Regions from separate parts of the Drosophila melanogaster genome. Here region 2 is linked to region 1. A link is a contact called in public HiChIP or PLAC-seq data. All regions are on one chromosome and are shown on one strand. Each heading gives the region's core, a stretch centred on a gene start, on an enhancer-like site or on the middle of the called end of the contact. The rest is flanking DNA. Distances are from core to core; before and after follow the strand shown.

What was found. HiChIP or PLAC-seq counts read pairs in DNA pulled down with a chosen protein or histone mark.
Region 2: a contact with region 1 is called in an H3K27ac HiChIP or PLAC-seq map of the Kc167 cell line, with 2.7 times the contacts expected there. The contact joins the promoter of CG1314 here to the promoter of CG1835 in region 1. A contact is called at or near these places in 1 of 107 Hi-C or Micro-C datasets (the Kc167 cell line) and 1 of 6 datasets of contacts at active chromatin or transcription factors (the Kc167 cell line).

What each region holds. Positions count from the first base shown.
Region 1 is chrX:20,660,028-20,664,294 of dm6, reverse strand. CG1835 reads right to left here and starts at 2,378. Exons shown (of 3, transcript NM_167709.3): 1 at 2,307-2,378. It overlaps Cyp6v1 (Cytochrome P450 6v1), which reads right to left. Exons shown (of 4, transcript NM_001298570.1): 3 at 3,652-4,267; 4 at 2,870-3,317. The coding sequence ends at 3,042.
Region 2 is chrX:20,867,837-20,872,024 of dm6, reverse strand. CG1314 reads left to right here and starts at 2,628. Exons shown (of 1, transcript NM_134567.2): 1 at 2,628-4,036. The coding sequence starts at 2,686. The coding sequence ends at 3,822. The region is part of intron 3 of shakB (shaking B); the gene reads left to right.

The DNA of each region.
Region 1 (4,267 bases), core at 1,129-3,628:
TTGTTGGCGTTGGTCATGGTGAACCGTAACAACAGCAACTGTCAGAGGGATCCGTCCAAAAAACCGAAAAAGTTAGGGAATGGGAGCCGACAAGTGCAGGGCCAAAAAAAGACACGTGCGTGGGAGTAGGGGCTCTAATTGGGTCCAAAACTACGAACTGCATTGGAAAAAATGCACTACCGATGTTTTCAGTTATATACGGTTACTTCAGACCTTTTACATTGCCAAGGCAAGTAGCTAAAATTTTGTTTTAGAAATATCCAACTTTTGCGATTAAGTATAAGCTTTTAAGCATCATAAGTTTAGTCAAGGAATCAAATTATTTTATCCATAATCGGCATTCGACCACCTCCAACTATTTACTTGATTATTTTTTATGATTGTTACCCATTCAATTCCATTTAATGTGTCTCTTTTTGAAAGTTGCCACTCAATACAGGTTTCTTTCGGTGCAGAACAACATCTGGGATGTCGGTTCACCCTTTCGGGAACGCACTGTTTGTTGTTCCTGGGATGTTTGCGTAGGTTTATGTAAATTAGCCCAGGTCGATGGGTCAGCGGAAGGTCGAGGGCGCAAATGATTCCCAGAAGGCAACAGCAACAGCAACTGCAACTGCAACTGCTGAAGGAGGCTGAGTGCAACTCTTTCCCCTTTCATTCACTCGACGCGAAAAGTAAATGTTGAGTCCAAATCGTACACTGCGCAAAAAAGTTTATTTCAAATATACCAACTTAATTACTCGAAAGATGCACACAGACACTAATCTTGTATATATACAAGAGAATTTTTGGCATCATATTTTCAAAACGCCTTAAGTAAAACGCTAAACATATACTGCCACTTTGAATGCATACACTGAACTTAGAACTTCAATGAGTGGCTAAATTAAAAAAAAATAATCTTAAATTTAAATACAAGCCATCAGTACGTTTATCACAATTCTTATCGCAACCGCAACTCTATTAAGCACAATAGTTCTTATCTTACATATCCGCACTTAACGTAACTAACTTATTTACTTTCCATAACAACACATATTTTTCCACGGTGTAGCTTGCTGCAATATTTGCTCTCGGAACTTTATGACATTACATTTTACAGGAGGCTGTAATAAAACCCTTTTAGCGGCGTGCGCGTAAGGACCAAATACAAGAAAGGCAGGCGGCTCGATGCCAAAGGATCTGATCGGAAAAACGGAAAACAGACCACCCCGACGAGCCGGCCACTGTTGATTTTTCGCGGTCTAATAAAAACTGACCAGCACAGTGGAAAAACGAGCGGGTTGGGTTTTCCCCTCAAAGAGTTGCGCACGCACTTTTCCGAGGAAATCACAAAAACCCTTCGGTTTTCCGCTTGTTTTCCATCCTTTGGGTGTGAGCATTTGCATAACGCCGCCAACGTCGATGTCGGCTTGTTATATAGAAAGAAAAAACATTAAAGAAGAATTAAGTACACGGAAAAAGTAAGCTCGGCCTTTTTGTAATTTTTAACACGACTTTTAGTTAATAAAATATTACTATTTAATATAATAGTTATAGTTTTTAATATTGGAAACTAAGCGATTTCAAATTATTACATATATTATATATTACACTATATTTGTATTTGTATATAATTTATTTTCACAACTCTTAGTATTTAGTTTTAACTATTATTTTCTTGTAGTGTACAAATCAAAGTTGATGCTTGATGCATTCCCTGTAATCGAATGACAGCTGTCAACTGTTTCATTTTCATCGGGGCCAGACAAGCACTGATTACCCAATTCCGACGCTTCGATTTATGGTAATTTTAATTGACCACAAATTAGCTATTCGCAACCGGTTTTCGCACGAAGATCGAAAGATCGAATGTGAGGTTTGAACTTTAAGCTTTGCGGGGGGGATCAGCAACTGATTGAACCACATTTGTTTCTTATATTCCTAGTTTAGCACTATGATTTAGTATTATTTTCACTATTTATTTCCTTGATCAGAGCGATATTGAATGGTGAATGGTTTAAAACATAATGTTCGGGTCACCAATTTGTATTAAACTTAGATTGTTATGTACGAAGACAGGTTTCTTCACATCTTTTCAAACATTACATTCTACAATCCACTCAAAGTTTGATTGCTGTATGTTAACGGTTCGAAAACTTTAGCTCGGGGTCACCTTTTTTTTTTAAATCGGTTAAAACTTATAAAGGGCTACTATTATATTGGGACTTGTTTAAAGTGCCAGTCAACTAAACGATGTTACGTGCAACTTATTGAGCACTTTTGCGGTCCACTCTAATCCACTAGAACTCTAGACGCCCAGAAACCTGAACTTTGCTTCCGAAGCTCTCCAGTGTGCGATGGCAGTGACGTAGGCGGCCAGCCCATCGAATCTGAGACCGAAATACGAAACTGAATCCGAATCAGAATAGAAGCGATCAGGCCACCGGGCAAAGGCCTCCGAGACCCGGCTGACTGATAAGTTATCAGCAATACGAAACGAAACGAAACGGAACGCAATGGACCCTCCCCCGTCGACCCCCTGCCAATAAATATAAATTCGAGTTCGCTGAGGTGGCATGTGGAGAAAATCGGGACCATAAAAAATAAAAGCAAGATCGGGGGCACTGCTCCCTCTCAATGGAGTCCGATGATCCTCCACTATTCCCCCACAACACCTTTGGAATAATGGCGAACGAGATGAGAGCGATATTAACCCATGAAATGAGGTTAATATGATGCATATGGAGCATTTTTAAATTCGAGTGGGAGGAGAAAATACTTTTGAGAATAATTTGCAAATTTTTTTCTACTGCTAATATCTCTAAAGAGAATTCATAGTACTGCACACACCTTATAATAATAAATAGCTCTATGTACTTCTAAAATTCGCAAATAGATCATAAAACAAGCCAGCTGTATTAATGATTAGAAAAAAAAGATCGTAGCAAAGTTTATTTGAGGCATGCCGAAATATTTACAAAAACAATGACGATGGGGCTCTGCTCCCGCCCTTCAGGAACCCATAGCGTAATGCTGCTGATATTGGATGGGATCGGCGGCTATAAGCAGTCGACCTTGAGGTATATGCGTTGCTCACTGGCTAGCAGCGCGAACTTGGCGTCGAATTGAATCCGCTCCACGGTGCGGTCGCAAATCTCGACGCGATGTTGGTGCAAGAAGTAAACGAGGCCCAGCTTTATCTGCAGCAGTCCGATTTGCATCCCGATGCAATTGCGCGGCCCCGCCCCAAAGGGCATGTAGGACATGGGCGCCTGCAGCGCCTTGTTCGCCGCACTAAAGCGCTCCGGGTCGAATCGGTCCGGGTCCGGCCAGTACTGCAAAGGAAATAGCCCAATGAATAACGCTCTTCTAGACAGAAATATTACTTTAACTACTCTTTATGATTAAACATAAATCATTCCCCCAATTTGTTCATGTTAAATATCCGATACAAGTTAAAAGCTTCTTTGGTATAAGGATATGTTTCATGCATATTATGCATAGAAATAGGAACTCGTTAGGAACTAATACAGATACTTGTCTGTTCGATATCAGAATGCCCGAAACTTTCCTAGCTCGATCGCTCTATGAATCAAACTACTGATTGAGCTGAACAACACTTGCAGTTTTGCAGTTATGGGAATGTGTTAAATGCAACTGCGCACTCACCTTAGGATCGTGATGTATGGCCAGATTGGATATGAACACGGGCATCCCACGGCGGGTGTAGCACTCGGCGTGTGGCCTCAGCGAGTAGAAGCGCTTCTTGTTAATCGGCGTGCACTCGCGCTCCAAGAGTGGCACAATTGGATACTTGCGCAGAGTCTCCTCCACGACCATGTCGAGAAACTCCATGCGGGCGACGGCCTCGTAGGTGAGCCTCCCATTGGGATTGCTGGCGAAAGCCTCACGTATTTCGCGGCGCAGGCGCGACTGCATCAGGGGTTGTTTGGCCAACTCGTAGAGGGCGAAGGACATGCTCGCCGAGCAGGTCTCAATGCCGGCCACCTCAAAGGATGCCGCCTGAGCGGCCAAGAAGTCCCGATGGTGCGTGAAGTGCGACTTGTCCTGCTGCAGATCCGCCTCCTTCTTGAGCGTCAGCAGCATCTCGATGAGATCGTTGCGCAGATCACCGCCACGCTCCCGCTCCTCGATCACCAGCTGGATGACTCGGCGCAGGAATTCCGCATGCGGCTCCGTGAAAAGTTTGGGCCGCAGCAGCGGCACCAGTTTTGGCAGGTAAAAGATCACAAACAAGTCGATTATTCGACGCACATTCGGCCGA
Region 2 (4,188 bases), core at 1,379-3,878, 210 kb before region 1:
GTTAAGCGCATTGCCATTTGTGCCACATCACGGCAAACGGCGAGGGAGCTCCTTCCTTGGATCATGGGAATCCCCGCATCTGGCACAAGTTGTTCAATTCAGCAAACAAAATAAGGCGGAGAATAAATAGAGAAAAATACATATAGAAGAAAAAATAAAACACGAAAAATTGCCTGCCTTTGTGCAACCGAATGGCTTAAGCGGGATTTATCGGCATGCCGAAAGGTGAATTCGATTGATTGCTCCGATAAAGATGAGCGATGATTCGGGCTATTGTTATAAGCGAAATTGTATGAGGCCTGTTGTTCAGTTAATTCTACAATTAATCAGTGGCCAAGCGGAAATTGTTGTCAAAAGATTTTGCTCTCCTCGTTCATTTGCAACATTTAAATAACTACCACAATGATTTCGTGAAGGATTCCCCTCTTTCTAAAATTTATTGCTGTGGAAAATATACATATGTACCACGAGTTTTAATTTACGGACTCATTCGTAATTCGTGCATCCATCACGCATCAATTTTTCACGTTTATCGATTACGGTTATTAATCATTCCTTTTCAGGACGATTCGATGCACTTTTGTCGACTCATTCGATGCTGAATCCTTCGGCTTAAGCGCGTTCAGCTTGTTAAATGCGCTGCTGGCAAATTGCATTCCCCATTTCCCTGCCATTTTCCATTTCCCACCCACACTTTCCGCCCACTTCCCGACAGGACACAGATGCTGCCACGACCGTGCGACTGAGATGGATAGCTATACTCGCGTCGTAATTAACATTAATTTCGTATAAACTTTGGCACATTGCGTATACGCCATGTGTGCGAGTGTCACTCGCAGTAATATTATCATACAGCATACACTGAGCATTCAGCAAGCGAACAAAATTTCAGGCGATATTCGCAATTAAAATCATTAAATGCTTAATAAACTTTGGAGATAATGACAATATTAGCGCAGTTTACTTTGCTCAATATATGGTTCCTTGTCGATATTCCATCCTTTTCGATAAGAGAACCCATGTTCTGCGCGTTTTTTCTTCGAGTGCTGAGGTGATACTAGATTGTCGTACCACACAAATTAACTGCGAGCACAATTGTTTTACACATTGTTGTCTGGGTTGTTGTCAAGACAGCAGCAGGGAAATGGAAATCTTTATGTGTGGATATGTGCCTTATGAACCCTTCGCTTAACCCCACTGCATCCCGGGGGTCTGTGTGCGTGCAAATGTGCGAGCTCAAAGTTGAATTTTCTTCAATTGACCTTTTAAAATCCTTTCCTTGTTGGTTCTTAATACAAGCACTTCTTGAATGCTGATTCGCTGACAAAAATGTTTTCTTATTTGTTTCAGGTGAGGGTTGCTTATGATGAAGAAGGCTACTTTCCTTTTAGGTAGATATCAAATTGTAAAAACTCAATTAAAGCAAACGGTAAGCAATGAAAATCCGTCTTAAAGATATCATCGAATCTAGAGATACAGCGGCTTTGGCCTGTTTGCCATTTGCGGTTGGCTGCACTGTAAGCTGACAATTGCAGCTCAAAAGCTCGAAAAGGAAAAGCGATACCAAGTGGGAAGAGCGGAAAACCCAGGGAGCATGGCTAAGGAAAGAGAGGTGGAGTTTTCCCCTCGAAACTAATGAAGTAAAAGCGAAGTAAAAGGGAGAAAGCCATAAACAAACGGCGCGAGCACGTGACTCAGCTCGTTTTTATTATTGTTACCAAGTTGCGCGACATAAATGTATAAAAGGTCCCAAAAAATACTTATTAATTGAAATAACGTTCTTCATTTATGTTTTTATCTCTTCATGCATCTTGTCCTCATTAGCTTAAATAAATTACAATCGGAATCAATTTAAATATACACTTGCTATACAGAAGTTTTTAAATATCTAATACATATTACAGTGAATAAATTAACAAAAGCTATCCAAATAATCAGTGTTATTATGAAATTGGTTTATGAAATTGGTTTAAAATTTGTTTTGATTTAATCAGTCATAATCTTTTAAATTTATTGAAGGTCTTGACATATGTTGATTGAACTCCGATTTTACTGCAATAGACCGCACTTCCTCTGCGGCGGTTCATTCCATTGTCGATTTGAAACTAAAGGAGTTGCCAGTGGGAGGTGGACGAAAGTAGTGGCGTGGGAGGGGGGTGGCCACAGGGAGTTTGCAGTCCTAGTCCGACTGTTGCCCTCTCCCTTGGAAGCGATTCCCCCTCCCCCCTTTTTACCCCTAGTTGCATTTCGTTGTTCTACAGAGGCAACTTGAGTTTTGTTTGTGTTTTGCTTTGTCTTGTATGTTGACACATTTTTCTTTCGCATTTTCTTTTTCAACTATGTATGCATGTGTGTGCGAAACCGGAAATTACAAATGCAACAAAATGTTCTCCAGAGTTTTGATAGCATTGTCTCAGTTGCAGTCTAGGAATCTCTTCTAAAGACGATAATTCCACGCTCGTGACTCCGTCATGGAACTCATTAAAAGAATCACATAATATTAACTTGAAACCGTTAGAAAAAAAAAATAAACAAGTAGTTTGTGAAATAAGTAATCAAAAGTTGATTTCATTTGTTCTAACCTTCTGTCATCAGTATAATTTTACGTCGAGACGTCAACAGTTCGACTCACACAGAATTATAATCACAAAAAAAAAAAACCGACATTTTCTTAAAAATTCCTAAATGGAGAACAACAATTGCGAGGGCGAGCAACCATCGACATCCGGTGCATTCTGTAGGTGCTCCGAGTCTGGCATTGGTATATCTGCCGTCCTGGATCTCGCTCAGTCGGAGTACTCCCTGGACACCACGCCGGAAGCTGTGATGGCGAGTGCATGTCGTCTGGAGAACGAGAACGATGGTAATGATACCGATGAGGAGGTGGAGATCTGCTTCACCAGCTTGATGCCCGATCACCGTAGGCGCTTGTATATGGACTGCAAGCTGTCTCTTCCGGCGGGCGGAAGAGTGCCCATGCGCGGCGGCGCAGAAGCCATTTCCGCTTCCCCACATGGCAGAATCAGTTCTCCGGAAATTCGCTATGAGCGGCTGAGAAATACTGCAGTCGAGGTGCGCAAATACTGGAGATTGCAGAAGCTGGACATGGCTTGTCCGCTGAGCAATTGCGACTTGATGTTCAATCCTGAGCAGCTCCTAAGTCACTGCCTGATGCACCACGAGCACATTATTACAATGGAAATGAAGCCCAAGGAGCCAAAGGTTCTGAAGCTGTGTGGAAAATCCTTGCCCGAGGACAGGGGCAAAAGCAACTGTGTGGGTCTGATGATCTACGAGAGTGGCAACAACGCGACCAGGAACTTAAATCTACCCAATATCTACAAGGACTGGGAGTGCCAATTGCCCGTCCTGATAATGCTGTGGAAGACTTCCTGGGACTCGATGCCCGTCGGACCGCGAGTGACCCATATCTATATTCTGTGGCTGTGCTGTCCCCAGGCCCAGACGCCTTTGTTGGTATCCGTGAATATCGGAGAAAACACTCCGGGAGTGCCACGTCGGCAGATGATTCAGACCTGTCAAGGCTCGGAGACCCTGAAGAATTGCGATCTGCTTTCGGACAGTCCGCATTTTATGCGATTCACACATCGCGAAATGAAGGAGCACACTGAAGACTACACGCTGGACGTCGACCTACAGTTCACCATTCTAGAGGATGAGGGTAGAGTGGGGCCCATATCGCCTAATCCTAATGAGGGCACCTTTCGCGAAGACGACATCGAAATAGAACTTGCGGAAAAGGAGAATACCTCCAAGGAGGAGGTATTTATTGGGAACTCAGAAGGGCCTCAAGCGAACTAAACGCAGTCTATCACAATGATTTTTGGAATGATTTTTCAAAATTATTTGCATTACTTTGATACTGTACCTAAAAATTGTTTCAAGTTTTTTTAAATTATTTTGGATCACTTTGTACTTGGACGAAATACCATATCTCATAAGCAATTCAACATATGCAATCTTGTAAATTTTCATCAAAATTGTATCAGTAAAGATCAAATTCCTTATTAGAACTAAAATTAAATTGTTATTAATTAATGCGATGACAAATTAGTTTGAAAGTGCCATTTACATCGTTCAATAGGTTTAAATAATTAATTGTTTAGTCGATAATAAAATAAAATAAATAATAGTTTCGAACTGCCATTAAATCGGCCCTTTGAGTTC